Linked DNA regions of Mus musculus: regions 2, 3, 4 and 5 are each linked to region 1. Evidence: chromatin contacts called from public HiChIP or PLAC-seq data. All regions are on one chromosome and are shown on one strand. The core of a region is the stretch at or near the end of the contact, and the rest is flanking DNA. Distances in the headings are between cores, read along the strand shown. Region 1 has its middle 20 kb from the start of Krt23. Region 2 holds the start of Krt16 (keratin 16). Region 3 has its middle 14 kb from the start of Krt14. Region 4 holds the start of Krt19 (keratin 19). Region 5 holds the start of Krt13 (keratin 13).

The links. HiChIP or PLAC-seq counts read pairs in DNA pulled down with a chosen protein or histone mark.
Region 2: a CTCF HiChIP or PLAC-seq map of the NIH/3T3 cell line shows a contact between it and region 1, with 5 read pairs. The contact joins the promoter of Krt16 here to the enhancer-like site in region 1. A contact is called at or near these places in 21 of 39 promoter capture datasets (the 3T3-L1 cell line, 3T3-L1-derived adipocytes, the C10 cell line and 13 more), 2 of 15 datasets of contacts at CTCF or cohesin (both in the NIH/3T3 cell line), 1 of 115 datasets of contacts at active chromatin or transcription factors (embryonic stem cells) and 3 of 9 other capture datasets (liver, macrophages and pancreatic islet).
Region 3: a contact with region 1 is called in a FOXA1 HiChIP or PLAC-seq map of pancreatic cancer cells. The contact joins two enhancer-like sites. A contact is called at or near these places in 4 of 39 promoter capture datasets (3T3-L1-derived adipocytes, the C10 cell line, cranial neural crest and 1 more), 3 of 15 datasets of contacts at CTCF or cohesin (the NIH/3T3 cell line, embryonic stem cells and large pre-B cells), 2 of 484 Hi-C or Micro-C datasets (embryonic stem cells and nephron progenitors), 2 of 115 datasets of contacts at active chromatin or transcription factors (astrocytes and pancreatic cancer cells) and 1 of 9 other capture datasets (embryonic stem cells).
Region 4: an HNF4G HiChIP or PLAC-seq map of pancreatic cancer cells shows a contact between it and region 1. The contact joins the promoter of Krt19 here to the enhancer-like site in region 1. A contact is called at or near these places in 25 of 39 promoter capture datasets (the 3T3-L1 cell line, 3T3-L1-derived adipocytes, the C10 cell line and 15 more), 3 of 15 datasets of contacts at CTCF or cohesin (the NIH/3T3 cell line and large pre-B cells), 5 of 484 Hi-C or Micro-C datasets (adipose-derived mesenchymal stem cells, embryonic fibroblasts, forebrain neurons and 2 more), 9 of 115 datasets of contacts at active chromatin or transcription factors (craniofacial prominence, embryonic fibroblasts, embryonic limb bud and 5 more) and 4 of 9 other capture datasets (adipose tissue, embryonic stem cells, liver and 1 more).
Region 5: a contact with region 1 is called in an HNF4G HiChIP or PLAC-seq map of pancreatic cancer cells. The contact joins the promoter of Krt13 here to the enhancer-like site in region 1. A contact is called at or near these places in 6 of 39 promoter capture datasets (embryonic stem cells, liver and second pharyngeal arch cranial neural crest), 3 of 15 datasets of contacts at CTCF or cohesin (the NIH/3T3 cell line, embryonic stem cells and large pre-B cells), 3 of 115 datasets of contacts at active chromatin or transcription factors (differentiating embryonic stem cells, kidney and pancreatic cancer cells) and 3 of 9 other capture datasets (adipose tissue, embryonic stem cells and macrophages).

What each region holds. Positions count from the first base shown.
Region 1 is chr11:99,471,074-99,474,179 of GRCm38.p6, forward strand. No RefSeq gene overlaps it. Among named protein-coding and RNA genes, the nearest start is that of Krt23, 20 kb to the right of the region's middle. Within about 2 kb of position 1,533, at least 45 of the 459 cell types and tissues checked have an H3K27ac peak or open chromatin away from gene starts, as enhancers often do. A contact at or near this core is called in the NIH/3T3 cell line, the SN4741 cell line, adipose-derived mesenchymal stem cells and 4 more, where this site is marked.
Region 2 is chr11:100,247,405-100,250,510 of GRCm38.p6, forward strand. It overlaps Krt16 (keratin 16), which reads right to left and starts at 1,498. Exons shown (of 8, transcript NM_008470.1): 1 at 968-1,498; 2 at 453-535; 3 at 158-314; 4 at 1-71. The coding sequence starts at 1,486.
Region 3 is chr11:100,220,414-100,223,519 of GRCm38.p6, forward strand. No RefSeq gene overlaps it. Among named protein-coding and RNA genes, the nearest start is that of Krt14, 14 kb to the left of the region's middle. Within about 2 kb of position 1,513, at least 10 of the 459 cell types and tissues checked have an H3K27ac peak or open chromatin away from gene starts, as enhancers often do. A contact at or near this core is called in pancreatic cancer cells, where this site is marked.
Region 4 is chr11:100,144,225-100,147,330 of GRCm38.p6, forward strand. It overlaps Krt19 (keratin 19), which reads right to left and starts at 1,702. Exons shown (of 6, transcript NM_008471.3): 1 at 1,207-1,702. The coding sequence starts at 1,635.
Region 5 is chr11:100,120,126-100,123,231 of GRCm38.p6, forward strand. Krt13 (keratin 13) reads right to left here and starts at 1,441. Exons shown (of 8, transcript NM_010662.2): 1 at 900-1,441. The coding sequence starts at 1,370.

The DNA of each region.
Region 1 (3,106 bases), core at 283-2,782:
GTGATAAGACCGAATAAAATATTTCTGCCTTAATGGCTGTTGAAAATATCTGGGGCAATAGTGATCTGTCATTATTACTTCCTTCTGTTCATCTTCCCTGATCCTTGGGGTTCGGTATGTGGCAGAGAGGATTCTAGAAACTAGGAGTGGTGTGTGGTCTAACTTGGCACACATCTGAGGTGTGACACCCTCTAGGTTTGACATTTGCCAATTCTCAGGGAGGAAGTCAGTTTCCCTAGTAAGAATGGATGCAATTTTAGGGGCTGTTAATTTCAGGTTAAGAGATCGTGTCTGTAGACAGCATTGCATGAATGCTTCAAGTTTTGGGTAGTGAGACGGTTATAATATCCTGTCACTCTTTGGTCCTGATTATCCGACTCACACATACAGTGCTGGTACGATGTCAATAAGATCAGGTCTGATCACCACTGGAATATGGGAGTCCAGCTGCCTTCAAATCTGAAAACTCAGATTTCCCATCCTGGCTTCACATTTCAGATAAAAAAAAAAACACATTTAGCAAATGTCCATTAAACTGCATGATGCATGTTTAGTTTTTTTTTTCACAACTCTTTGGAAATCGTTTGTGACTCTTGTGGCATAAAGCAGAAGCACATTGGGCACAAATTCAGGAGCCACCATTTTATGACTAAGGGATCCCAGGCACGTCAACGTGCTCCATCTGAGCCTCGGTTTCATAGATTGCAAAGTGCAGACAATGAAGTCGTGCATGGCTATGGCCGTGTTACACGAAGTCAATGTGTAACATAGATGAAGGGCTCACAGGCTTTTAAAGGTACACATATGTGCATATGCACACCCACAATCATCTGGGTCTGGGCACATGCGTACAAGCAGGTGTGCTTGTGTGTTTGGTTATGCACACGTGTGTGGACACTGGAGAGCAACGGAAGACATCCTCAGGAACACCGTACACAGCTTTTGAGGTGGGATCTCTCACTGGCCTAGAGCTCACGAATGAGGCTTAGTTTAGCTAGACTCAGAGGCCCTGGAATCCTACACTCTCTTCTTCCCCACAAGCATGTGCTACCGCACTTGGAATTTTTATGAGTGCTGGACTCAGGCTCTTGTGCTTGCAAGGCAAGTGCTTTACCAAATGAGTCACCCTCCCAGCCATGGTTAGTTATTAATATTTTTCTAGTATGTATATATTTTTATGTCATGTGTATGAGTGTTGGGTTGTGTTGTATACATGTATCTTGAAACTAGCATAGACCGGTAGTCTTCTTGAAATGATTCATAATTTCATTAGATGAATTCTCATTTAAAATTCAGAGGGAGATTTTTGGTGAGTGCTGGGATGATTAAACTGATGTAGACACACAGAGCCATGCACAGAGATGGTAGAGAAAACTCAACTGAGTTAAACCAGCCCATTACCTTACAGCAGGGGCATGTTCTTTTCCTTTTTAAATGATCTCAACGGAAAGTTCTGGAAATGTTCTAATCCTCCTTAAAAAGATGTGACAGGCAGTGGTGATGAGATAGTAAGTGAGAAGGGATGAGTCACATCCAGGAATGAACTCAGACACGTTGTCGAGTCAGGAAATCAGCATGCCCAGGAAACACGAACACTCCAGGGCATATGCTAACCCCCCCCCCCAATCTTTTTTTTTTTTTTTTTTTTTTTTTTTTTCAAGGTTCAATTTTTTTTTTCCATTTTTTATTAGGTATTTAGCTCATTTACATTTCCAATGCTATACCAAAAGTCCCCCTTACCCACCCACCCCCACTCCCCTACCCACCCACTCCCCCCCTTTGGCCCTGGCGTTCCCCTGTACCGGGGCACACAAAGTCAGCGTGTCCATTGGGCCTCTCTTTCCAGTGATGGCCGACTAGGCCATCTTTTGATACATATGCAGCTAGAGTCAAGAGCTCAGGGGTACTGGTTAGTTCATAATGTTGTTCCACCTATAGGGTTGAAGATCCCTTTAGCTCCTTGGGTACTTTCTCTAGCTCCTCCATTGGGAGCCCTGTGATCCATCCATTAGCTGACTGTGAGCATCCACTTCTGTGTTTGCTAGGCCCCGGCATAGTCTCACAAGAGACAGCTACATCTGGGTCCTTTCGATAAAATCTTGCTAGTATATGCAATGGTGTCAGCGTTTGGATGCTGATTATGGGGTGGATCCCTGGATATGGCAGTCTCTACATGGTCCATCCTTTCATCTCAGCTCCAAACTTTGTTTCTGTAACTCCTTCCATGGGTGTTTTGTTCCCACTTCTAAAAGCATTTATTGATTAAAGATCGTAAGAGTCTAGCCCAGAATGAAGGAGTTTTTAATCCCAAGGTATTAACAACTGATTAATGTAACTGGGAGTCATTGAGGGTCACGATCATCTCATCCTTGAATGGTATTACCCTCCAGGTGGAGGCTGCCTGTGTTGAAATGGATCGCCCTGCGATGAAACTCCATCTGTGTGACACTGAGAGCGATGAATATTTATAGGGAAATTATTAACGTCTGTGGAATGAGGAAGGCAAACAGTCGGAAGCAATTGAAACTCAAAGATAAGAATCCACTTGGACATCCCAGCATGCTCTGGGAGGAGCAGGCGTTCTCTCTCCTGTTCAGGCTAGAGTCAACCACTGCTTGTCCCCTCATGGGACAGGGCAGAGAGGGCAGCTATGAAAACACAGGGGAAGTGGCTTTATTCTCTATGGTCTTTGAGGAGGGCAGACCTCAGCTTCTGAGGAGGGCAAACCTTAGCTTCTTTCTCTTTGATGCTTCACCTGTCTCTGTTGAACCAAGACTTCTGGAAAGTTCCATTTGAGTGTTAACAAAAGGTTCCTCTGAGTCTCAATGGGATAAAAATGTACTTTTTAGCTATGGTAAAATAAATCAGCTACTGTCATCGGGCAAATACTATTTTTGTATTTAAGACACTCCGATTTTCTCGTCTGCTTTAGTTATTTCTATATAAGAAATAACACAAACGTTATGAGCTTAAACAACTCTTTTTATTTGTTCTCAATTTAATTTTGTGCTTAGCACCGTAGGACTGTATTGTCTGTCTCTGCTCTGTGATGTCTGGGGCCTCAGTTGATTGGCACGAATGGTTGAGGTCTCGCTGGAACAGGAGG
Region 2 (3,106 bases), core at 248-2,747, 780 kb after region 1:
TCCACACCGGGGGCTGCGTCCATCTCCACATTGACGTCCCCACCAGTCTGACCCCTCAAGGCAAGCATCTCCTAGGAAAGATCACAAGAGCATGGTCACATCTCCTGGGAAACTCACCACACCAGCCCTCCATCCCCAAACCCAGCAGGAGCCACACCTCCTCATGGTTCTTCTTCAGGAAGGCCAGCTCTTCTCTGAGGTTTTCAATCTGCATTTCCAGGTCAGCTCTGGACAGGGTCAGCTCATCTAGCACCTTGCGCAGGCCATTGATGTCACCCTCCACGGACTGCCGCAAGAACAGCTCATTCTCGTACCTGGAAGGAGAGAAGTCAAAGCTGAAGATGGACCTACTGTGTCCCTGGCCTCTGCCCTCTGCCCTCTGCCCTCTGCCCTCTGCCCTCTGCCCTCTGCCCTCTGCCCTCTGCCCTCTGCCCAGCATTTTGGCTGCTCACTTGGTCCTGAAGTCATCAGCTGCCAGCCTGGCATTGTCAATCTGCAAAGTGAACTGTGCATTCTCCTGGGTGGCAATAATGATCTAGAGAGAAAATGAAAAGATGCGAAGTCAGATCACCCAGAGACCCTACGACTCAAGGACAGAGAAGAGCAAAAGGAGCCACCCCAAGCCCAGCAGGCCAGCTCCTAAAGCTTCCAACAGCTGATTACATACTTCTCTACACAGCTCAAGTTATATGCACGTGCACTCATGTCTACCATCACCCCTATCCTGGGCACAGAGTTAAGGAGCTAAGCTTGCAGCATAAAGTATCCTCCAGGAGATTAAGAGTCAGGGTCCCAGGTCCACCTGAGGCATGGATGTTCTTAAAGGACCCTCAGCCCCTGCTCTGGATAAGTATGACCATTAACCTCCAAAGGTCTTTAGTCTTCTTGCCTATGTATTAGCCTCTCTAAAACTGTCTTTGCTAAAGGCCACTGTAGTTCTAACCTCTCATCCACCAGAGCCACCCACCTTGCTCTTCAGGTCCTCAATGGTCTTGAAGTAGGGGCTGTAGTCTTTGATCTCAGTGGGCCGCTGCCTCTGGTACCAGTCCCGGATCTTCACCTCCAGGTCTCTGTTGGCCTCTTCCAGGGCACGCACCTTGTCCAGGTAGGTGGCCAGGCGGTCATTGAGGTTCTGCATGGTCACTTTCTCACTGCCCACCAGGAGCCCATCACCAATACCACCGCCAAGACCACCACCAAGACCAGCACCAAAACCACCACCAAATCCATCAAATCGACCACCAAATCCACTACCAAGTCCTCCACCAAAACTGCTGCTGCTGAAGCTCCCACCATAGCCACCTCCAATCCCACAGACTCCCCCAGAGGAGAAGCGAGAGGAGGTAACTGACATGCCCCCGCAGGTGCTGGGAGCCCGGCAGGATCCTCCAGCCAGGATGGAGGACATGCGGCTAGAGCCACCACCGATGCCACAGGAGCCCTTCATGGAGCTGGAGGAGGTGAACTGGCGGCTGCAGGTGGCCATGCTGAGGAACTGGAGAGTGTGGGCAAGTGAGCAGGGAGAAGAGAGAACTGCTCAGTGGAGGCTGCAGATGCTGAGGGTGCCTCAGACTCCAGGTTCTTTTATATGCACCAGGGGAAGGCGGGACCTCCAACTGCTGACTCCAGTTCCCCTGGGGATTTCCTCAGTCAGTCCTGTCTAACACCCTATTCTGGGTTGTTCAGCCCAGGGTGGACTCTCTCTCTTCCATTGCTGGCTCAGAGTTCCTGCCCAGATCTGTGGGTGTGGGGCCAAGAGAAAAACACACAAATTCAAGTCACTACTGACTCACGTTGTGTAGTCAGAAATGGGCTTCTGTTCCAGGAGCCTGAGGGGAGAGCAACAAGGAGCCCTAGGTGCAGGCAACCTCTGGCAGGCGCGTCCTCAGGCTGTGAGTCAACCAGTCCCTGCCCCACAGTGAGAACCTTTGGTGGCTAGAGTCTCACTGATGTCATCCCAAAGTTGGATACTGTCGTATGAATCCTACAAGGCACGTGGTAGACCTAGGTTGTTCAACAGGGATCCTGAAGTCTTTCACCTCCCCTCTCTGTGCCTGCTCTCCCTCCACAGGGACAAGTCTGGGCTGGGTAGCTGCAGTCCTTTCTAGTTCTAAAAAATCAGAGGTTTCCATTCCCATAGGATCTAGTTTGCATTTGGAAGCTGCCTTTGAGACACCAGGATGTCCAGAGTGGTGTCCACCATAGCATCCACACACTATGCTGCCACAGACCCACTGCCTCTCACTCACTGCCCAGTACAGAGGACCTTGTCATCCTTCTGGGCCTCAGTTCTTTTAGGACACATACAAGTCACAAAGAAGCATGCCTGCAGGACCCTTTCCCTGTGGTCAGCCTCTCCATCCTCCCTCTGCAACCTTGCTGCTTTTCGATCCAACCTTTACATTCTGACTCCTAACGTAAAACCCCTGCACTAAGAGAATGCCCAGCCACAGCTCCTCCATGCCACCTCCTGCCCTCACCCACTCAGGGACACCCCCTTGCTCTGCTGTGGATTCAGTAGAAGGGAATTCTATCTTGCTTCTAATACTGTCTGTCTGTCAACAGCCCTACCCCCACTCTGCCCCTTCATGGTCTCAGAGTTCCCATGTGGAAACCATCTTGCCCAGGAACTGCTCAAGCTGGGCGTGGTATCTTTGTTCGCCCAGTGTGCACAGGGCTTTGCACTGGTAAGGAATACCTGTCATGCTTGCTACACACTTCTCAGAAGCAGGCCCATGGTGGGTGTTGTTCCCAACACCAATCTACAGGTGACAGAGGCTCAGTAGGTTCCCGGAACATTAGACTCTTCACCATCAAGAATCTCTCTCTGCCCCTCTCAAATTCACATCATTTCTTGATCCTTGGATTAACCTTGTAGGTGACAAGGACTGAGGAAGAACACGAGAGTGATGGGAGTCAACCAGTGCCACTAAACTTATAGCCATGAAGCCAGAACTCTCCAGGCTCCCATGATGCCTTGCAGGCAGGAGCCAGGTAAGCCCAATGCTCACCTCCCTGCCCATAGTGCTTGGTAGGAGCTCTGACCACAATGGGCATAGCCTCGGCCTGAGAGCAAGGATGGAGTCTGGGCCCAAAAGCAGTCTCT
Region 3 (3,106 bases), core at 263-2,762, 750 kb after region 1:
AGAAAAGAGAAAGAAATTAAATAAAAAATTTTAAAAACTAAAGAATTAGCTAATGAGGCGGGATGATACACATCTCTAATCTCAAAACTTAAGAGATGGAAGCAGGAGGTTCAGGAGTTCAAGGCCATCCCCAGCAGATCAGAGTCTGAGGCTAGCCTCAACTACATGACACCTTGTCCCCCAAAATACTAAAGATGGAAAGGGGGAATTTACTTATTGAATACCACATCAATTTCCAAATTTAAAAAGGCTGCAAAGACAGGTATCGTGGTTCTTGTAACTGCAGCATTTGAGAGGCAGAGGTAGGAAAATCTTGAGTTGAAGGCCAGTTTGGGCTACACGGTGAGTCCCCGATTAAAAACAATCAATCAAACAGGCAAATACTGGATCTAGTGCTTGCTCAGCATGCATGAGTCTCTCAGTTCAATCCTCAGCCCCTCTAAAGAAAAAGAAAGCAAAAACATCAAACCAACTCAATGAACCAAGCAAACAACTTAGAGCTCAAGTGATCCTCCTGCCTCAGCCTCCTGAGTAGCTGGGGTGGTGGGTGTGCCACAGCTCCTGGCTCCTACATCCTTTGGCACTTATTTTTTTCTATTAACTTTTAAATATTTGTTTATTTACTTATTATATGTGAGTACACTGTCGCTGTCTCCACACAGACCAGAAGAGGGCATCAGATCCCATTATAGATGCTTGTGAGCCACCATGTGGTTGCTGGGGATTGAACTCAGGAACTCTGGAAAAGTAACCAGTTCTCTTAACTGCTGAGCCATCTCTCCAGCACCCCACCACCACCACCACCACCTTTCTATAAACTTAACATTAAAGGTAGCACTTGTGCAATTTGAAAAATTATCTTCCACACATACCATGTATAATGCAGCTAGAAAATACTCTAAGGGAACTTAAAACTCTGAGCACTAAGAGATAGAAAAGTGTTTTTCTTATATTTTCTATTTTGCCATAGAGAAATGAAGGAAAGGAGAGAGGCATCCACTTTATGTGTAACAGCTTAATAACTGGAGGAAGAAGAAGGACCCTTGAGGCCAGATGTGTCAACAAGAGGTAAAATTGGAAAGGAAGTCTCCAGAAGTGCTGGTATCTGCCTGTCACCCCTTTATCTGCACAAGATCCCATCAGAAACATTCAACTGTTGGGAGTAGAGCTACACCTATGTCTGTCTCCATAGCAACCCAGATAACAGTAGAGGAAGGGCCAGGTCAAGAATGCCATCCCTCAGGACTCAAAACAGTACTTGTCTTCTACAGCATTATCTTCCTCCCATGGAGGCTACCCTGTGCCCATACAATGAGCCTCCCTGACAGAAACTCCTCTGAGAAGGTTCCATGACAGCCTGAGAGAGCAGACTTTTAACCAAAGCTCCTCGGCTTAGCCCCACCCATGGCCCAAGGAGCCCGCCCATACTTGCTAGATAAAGTCTAATGTAGCTGGTTGACTAACAAAACACCAAGCTTCGCCTGCTTCCTCTGTGTTTGTCTTCAGAGAGCGTCAGAGGCTTAAACCACAGTAGTGGGCGGTCTAGCATAAGAAATTGCTTCTCTCAGACACTGGGAAGAAACACTGAACTTTTTATAGCTCTTGGAAACAAAAAGCCCAAAGAAAGTAAACCTCACACGCTAACCACTAATTGATTTGCATCAGCGGGGGAGAGTTGCGGGCTATCATTAACTCTTGCACTAGCCATTGTCTTAGCAATTATCTAAAACAGTGTTTCACAAACCTTGACACTAACTCAGGCATAAGGAATCTGAGGGTGTGTTCAAACTGGACAAGTGACAAGGTACACCGTGAGTCTCTCCATCCTGACCGGGAAGCTCAAGAAGCAGCCAGGGCTGATATGGGACTTGGATCAGCAGGCATTTCCAGGTAGATTGTCAGGTCCCTTGTCTAAGAGAAGCTCCTAGAATCAAGGCACTATTTCTGTCTTAATATCGCTGGGTATTATTTGTGTCTGTGCATGGTGTGTTTGCTGAGATAGGGTCTCCTGTACTCCAGGCTGACCTCAAATCACAAAGCCAAGGTGACCTTGGACTTCTAATCCTCTTGCCTCCACCACTGGAGTCCTGATTTGTGTGGTATTGGAGAACAGAACCCAGAGCTTTGGGCATACTGCGCAAGCACTCTACCAACTGAATTTCCTTCCCATTTTGCCTTAAAAGGCAACTGTTTTATGTTTGCAAAATGTAGCAATGGGCAAGGAAAATGCCACCCCTGATCTTCAAGGAGTTTTACCTACTGCTGAGCCCCAAGAATACTACTCCTCCCAGCCCCTCTTGATTATCTTGGGCCTTGCTGTGATTTGAATACAGTTCATGACACCTCTCTCCCCCAGGATCTTAGGCAGGAACCCAACTCCTGCAGTTATTTCTATGGTATCAGGAAGGTGGACACTTAAACCCAACTACAGTGTTGGGAGGTGGGGCATCTTTGCAAAGTGAATCCATTAAAATAAGGTCATTATTGAATCCTGGTGGCTACAGAAGAAAAAAAAGAGGAGACAAGATAAACAGATAAGCACTGGCACTCCTGTGTGTCCTATCAAGTGATGCCCTATGCCACTTTGGGATTCTACCTACAAGAAGGTCATCACCAGAGGCTGAGCCAATGGGACTCTGAGCCTCTGAAGCCATGAGCCAAAACAAATGGCTTTGTGAAGTTGCATAGCATCCTGTGATTTATCATAATAAAGCAAAACCAGCAAATACACACCTCAGCTTCCTTATCTGTGTAGGGGCAGCCTTTCTCATGAATTTCCCATGGGTCCACAGATCAGAGGCAAACCATTTGAGCATAGTAGCACCAACCACTCTTTCCAACAGCTCCCACACACGGGGAACATGGGATCCACACCCTGTGTGCTGACATCCCATTCCAAACATGTGCACCAGGCCAGGAGCTGTTCAACAGCACAAGTCTGTGTCTCTGTGTAAGGGTCTCTGAACGATGTCATCTCTAAAAGAGATGGGTGCATCACTTCATTTAGGAAGCTCTCACGAGACAATGCTCAAAGTTGGCTGGCGTGTCTTGAACTGGACCTTCCCATTGCCTGCCTGATGGTAAATATTTGGATTGGCACAATGCC
Region 4 (3,106 bases), core at 452-2,951, 670 kb after region 1:
GTGTGGAAGGGGAAGGGACAAAGCAAGAGAAAGAAAGATGTGTACCGCCTAGGATTCTAGCTGTCCATCACTGGGTCAAAAAAACACCTCTCTAGCTGCTTGCTGTGTTGTGTGTCTAGCTCCATGCTAAGTTCACACAGCCCTGGAAAATGCTCTTGAGAACTGCATGTTGGGAGCACTAGCGGAGAGGACGCTATTAAACGCCTGCCTGGTCTCTGGTACATTTCTTCAGGACATAGCTCTTCCCTAGGAGTGAGGGCAATGCCCCACCCAACCAGCCTGTTGGATGTTGGAGCCCACAGAGACTTGCAGGTTGTCTTCCCTGGACCGGGGGACTCCAGGAGAGAGGTCCACAGAAGCAGAGGGTCAAGACTTCCACCTCCCTCTTACTTACTAAAATAATTGTTTTTATTTTTCTTTTGTTTCGTGTTAGAGTTGTTGTCTGTCTGTCTGTCTGTCTGTCTGTCTGTCTGTCTGTTCGGGCTGTTTGACGGCCGGGTGGGAGCCTAGAGACTCATGTAGCCCTGACTAGATTCAAGTTAACTGTAGCTGGGCATAGCTATGAACTCATCCACCTGCTCCTGGGATTACAGGCCTGAGCTACCACACCTCACTGGAAGTTTTTTTTTTTAAGATCTGGTTTTACTGTGCAGCCCCCAGGTTTTACATTCTTCTCGTAGCTCCGTGTGAGCCTAGGTGGTCCCCTGGGCTGGAGAGGAGGAGAGTGAGAGGACAGCTGCTGTAAAGAAAACCAGACAGGAACAACCCACACAACTGGAGAAAGCAATGCTCAAGAGTCCCAGAAGAGGGCCACAGGCTCAGGTGACCTCTGAGCCTACAGACTAATATCCGGCAGCTCCCCAGCCCTCCCCAACACCCCACCCCCAGCTGAGGCTGCGGCTCGGTATCTTCATCTCTGGGCAGCCCAAAGCTGTGTTAAATGCTCTCTTTGGATAGATATCCCTGACTATCCAAGCAGGTCCCCACCGCTTCCGAAAGCCCCACCCACTTAACCTGTCTCAGTTCCCTTCCACCCCGCCTCCACTCGAATCCCAGGGTCCAGCCCAGACTTTGTGCCCCACCCTGCGGGTTCCTGCCCGGCCCGTAGTAACGGGCTTGTCCACCCGCGGGCTGAGTTTCCACAACCTCCCCGCCCTGCCGCACCACCCCAACAGGTGCACCTCCCAGGGCCTGGCCGCTACCCACCTTGTCGCGCAAGTCCTCGATGGTCTTAAAGTAGTGGTTGTAATCTCGGGAGGGTCCGGGTCCCTGCTTCTGGTACCAGTCGCGGATCTTCACCTCCAGCTCGCCATTGGCCTGCTCTAGGGCGCGCACCTTGTCCAAGTAGGAGGCGAGACGATCATTGAGGTTTTGCATGGTGATCTTCTCATTGCCAGACAGCAGCCCATCAGACACAGCCAGGGTCCCACTAAAACTTCCACCGCGGACTCCGCCATAGCTCCCGGAGGACGAGGTCACGAAGCGGGTGGAGGACACGGACACGCCGCGGCCACCTGAGCCCCCGTGGATGCTGGGTGCGCGGAAAACACCCCCTGACCCAATGCGTACTGAACCCCCGCCCGTACCCCCAAAGGAAGACATAGCTGAGGTCTGGCGATAGCTATAGGAAGTCATGATGAGGAGGGAGACCAGAGCGAAGGAAAAAGGGACGCAGGTCTGAGAACTGCTGGCCGCAGGAGGAGTGACAAGGCCCTCACCTGTGGCTTTTTATGCCCGGGGCGGGAAGGGGGATGGAGATGTTGAAGGGGCGGGTATCAGAAATTTCCAAGCTCCCAGAGTGCAAATATGGGCTCTTTCCCCATTGGTCAATTCCTGGCGATTCTGCTCCTACCTCTCCCCTCCCAGGAGCCAGAGGTCTCAGTCCTTCCCAGAGCTGCCCCGCCCCAGCCCACTCCAAAGCTACTGCCAACATGTCACGTCCCTTTTCTGGCCCTTCAGCCCCTTACTACACAGGCTTAGACAACTCTAACTTCCGGAGTGACGATATCACTCTGGCCCTTTAAAACCTCCAGGAATTTGACACCCTTAGAAATCACACCCCTCTGAGCCCCAACTCAGTGACTTACTCTGAGAGTGCCCCCTCTGGAATAATGTTAATAAATCCCTCCCTCCTTGTGATAATAATTCGTGCAGTTAAGCTCCAGGCTTCCTGACTTTCTGAGACAAGGTTGCCCCACCCTGCTGCCACAATGTCCTAGGTGGCAATAGGTACAGCTGCAGGGAACACTAGGCCACCAAAGTGGCTTCTTTACACTCCTGCTAAATGCTCAATCTGAAGCATGGCTGACCCAGCTCAGAAACTCGACCCTCACCCCCACCAAGACACCTCCACCCTTCCCTGCCCAAGTCTCAAGACGCACTTAACAAGACCTCTAATTGAGTTTCTTTAATAAGCCGGAGATGAGGACTCTCAGCCTGGCTGAGGCAGATCACCTGCCCATAAGGCATTTGGCACCTTCCACCCAGAGACAGAAATGGCACAGAAGCTGTCCCCCTTGAGCAGTCCTGAGGAGGTATTAAAAGGCTGCAGGCTGAATCCAGGGGACCTCAGAACCCTCCTAGAGCAGAGGTGAAGGAGAGAGTGAGCTAAAGTCAGCAGCACAGAGTGGGACATCTTCATAATGGAAGGAGCCCTTCTCCACTCCCAGCCTGCAGTGCAACAATTCCAGATCTTTCTGGATCTTTCCCTTGGGCCGGACCCCCTGATACCCACTATAGGGGTACTTCGATAGCTTCACCCCGAAATTCCTGACCACCCCATCTCAACAGTCCTTAGTGGTGGCCCGCAGTACCTTCTTTTTTGTCAGAGCTGTCTCTGTCTGAGGACAGAAACCCTGTGTGTCCTGAGAGGGGGATTGGGAACAGGGAGATGGGCCAACCACTTCCTAGCTCAAAGGCCTCAGTTTCCCCCTGTGAAATGAAGAGTGTTCAAAGTCAGTCCTCTTGTCTTCACATTATCAGCAGGGTTTTCTATGACTATATAAAGAATTTGATCTTCTAAAACCCAGCACTGTCTTCTAGCCACCATCCTCTCTAGGAAGAAGGTAGCAACAGTACTTTTACATACATACACACACGCACACAC
Region 5 (3,106 bases), core at 191-2,690, 650 kb after region 1:
ACTCTGAGAAAGCAGGAGGCAAAGCCAACTCTCTCCTTTTCCTCTTGAATATTCCCCATCAGACCAGGGTGGGAGAGACCAATGATGGCCATTTCAGAGGCCCCACCCACTCAGAACATCTTCCAGTAGTCGTATCTCAGAGCTATCAACTCCCTAAGTCACTGTCTTGATAGCTTTCCCCCTTCAGATCAGAAGGGGCTCAGTGTGACTCCAGATGTATTCTGGCCATGCTCCTGGAGCTGACCTCCCAGATAAGCAAAGAGGAAAACCCATCCACTCAACTCTCTTGAACTCAGGCATCCACTTGAATGCCTGAACATTTACAGCGTAAGCATTTAAAGCCTGCTTTGTGTAATTGGGGCCTGACCCAGGCTAGTAGACTTCTGCTCTGACAAGTTGGTGTCGCAGTGTGATTGACAGGCCACACTGAGGGCTTCCAGGCTCTGTACCAGCCTGAGTCTCAGCCTCTTTACACCCTCTGAGTCATTGCCCACTGAGAATAAGTCTATGGGGTTTCTCCAAAATAAACAGTGAACAACGATATCTTTTCTTTATCCGGTTTATCCGTTTGCAGTGACTTTTTTAAAATGTCACATTTCCAAGTAAGTCAGTCGTAGGTTATAGCAACTGAGTCACAAGTAACAGTTCAGGAAGCCATTAAAAAAAGACTTGGCAGGAGTCATGACACCAATAAACATGAAGTGTGGGAGAGAATGCATTTGGGTCATGGCATAAGAAAATTTCAGTAGCGGAGACTCTCGGTAGTACAAAGTTACAATATTCCCCTTGCAAGAAGAAGGTCGATTCCATCCACACCTGGTCGTCTGTAACACTGCATGGCCTGGCCTCTGAGGCTCTGCCCTGTCCTGAGGAAAACTTCTTAGCATCAGAGGCCTCACCTTGATCCGGAGCTCCTCGATGGTCTTATAATAAGCACTGTAGTCCCGCTCTGGACTAGCTGGGCTCTGTTTCAGATGCCAGTCACGAATCTTCACCTCCAGGTCGGCATTGGCTGCCTCCAAGGCGCGCACCTTATCCAGGTAGCTGGCCAGGCGGTCATTGAGGTTCTGCATGGTGATCTTCTCGTTGCCAGAGAGGAGGCCACCATCGACACCTCCGAAGTCACCAAAGCCACCGCCAAAACCTCCGCCATAGCTACCTCCAAAGCCACCTCCAAAGCCACCTCCAAAGCCACCACCAGCTCCTCCACCAAAGCCACAGCTCATGCCCCCTCCATAGCCTCCAGCTGACCCTCCAGTGACAAACCGAGATGAGCAGGAGGAGATATTACGGCCTCCTCCAAGCTGGCAAGAACCAGCTCCGAAACCACCTCCATAGCTCATGGAGGAACTCTGGAAGCGGCAGCTCATGGTGGGAGCAAGAAGGTGAGAGAGAGAGAGCAGACAGGAGCTGAACTTGACCAAGGCCAAGAGAAGACTATGGCACTTCCCTGCCGTGCATGCCTTTTATGCGTCCTCCACAGGGGTGGGACATCCTCTCTCCTCCCTTCCCCACCCTCTGACCTGATGCCAGCTGTTCCTCCTTTCCCACAAGCCCAGTTACCTCTACTCTCTAGGGTGGGTTATGTCTTTGGGGTGGCTTTTTTCTTTTTAATCCTTAACAAAAGGGATGATTCAGAGGGAGCAGTGTTCTGCTTCAGACTTCTTTTGACAACCAAATTCTACTTCACCTTTCCAGTTAAGAAGTTCCATATCCCAGCCCTGCCCAGTATTAGAACAGGGACTGAACCACAAGGGTCTATCAGATAGCCTCCTTGGGGGAGAGGGGGGAAGGCCAGACTGCAAAGTGGCCCCATGCTGGGTGAAATCCCCATAGCCCTCACCACCCTTCTTTTCTACCTCTAAAATGGCTGGATGGAATGTTCTGGAAACCCCTTAGCTCTTCATCTATGCCAATGCTCCCAACAATTCTGATCACAAATTTTGTTGATCATAAAGAATTAGCCTCATTGGACACCTTGAGCCTGAAAAAGAAATGGTTCTAGGGGCTGGAGAGTTGGCTCCATGGTTAAGAATATTTGCTATTCTGGGCAAGGACCCAAGTTCTGGTCCTGACACCCATATGAGGGCTTACAACTGTCTGTAACTCCTGTTCCAGGGTATCCCATTCCCTCCTCTGGACTTTGTAGGCACCATAAACACTCATGATGCACAAAATACATGCAGTCAGACAATCATAACCAATAGTTAAAAATAAATATTAAAATAAAGAAGAAAATGGCTATAAAAAGCAACACTAAGAGACCCTAAGAGACCTCAGAAAGCAAACCTAGCTGAGGAGACCAAGACACAGGAAGAGACAGCAACCCCACTAAGATGCTTAGAGCCTAAGTATTTTACACTCAATTTCTAATTGTATATATTTATTTTGTGCACTAGTACTAGTGCCGTACACTGTGGAGATCAGAGGACAAGTGTCAGGAGTGAATGCTCGCCTACATTGTGTGTCCCAGGAATGAAACTCGGGTCTGCTGAGCATCTCACAAGTTCTGCACTCACTCTCAAGGATCTTAGCAGCAGCCCCGAGAGGTGGCTTCTCTAGTATCTCCCACTTTACACAGAGAACCAAGTCATAAAGTAGAATCAGAACTGAACCCCAAGGCTAGTTATACCATGCCCAAGACTCATTTTAGATCCATTTTGTATAGAATAAAGTTTATAAATCATAAGTGTTCAATTGCACTATCACCTATGCATCTCCTGTGCAATCACCTTCCAGAACTTTCTAGCACTCTGAAAACTCATGATACCTCTTCTGAGTATATACCTGCAACCCACACCCCTGATCAAATCATTCTTCCAGCTTCTGTCACCAGAGGTAAGTCCATAGCCTCCAACAGAGTCTATGGTTCCCCAAAGGACATTCCACAGTGTTAAGAGTTGTTTGAACTGTCACAATTGAGTGATGGTCCTATTGTGTAGAGGGTAGAAATCAGGGAATGTCTCCACATCAATGAATTACCACACCCCAAAGGTCTACATGGCTGAGGTTCAGAAGCCCTGGATCAATCCAGCACATGAGGTTCATGTTACGTTATTCTGACTGTCTTAGGGAGCCTTCCAAATCTGCAAAAAGCTCTGGAGTT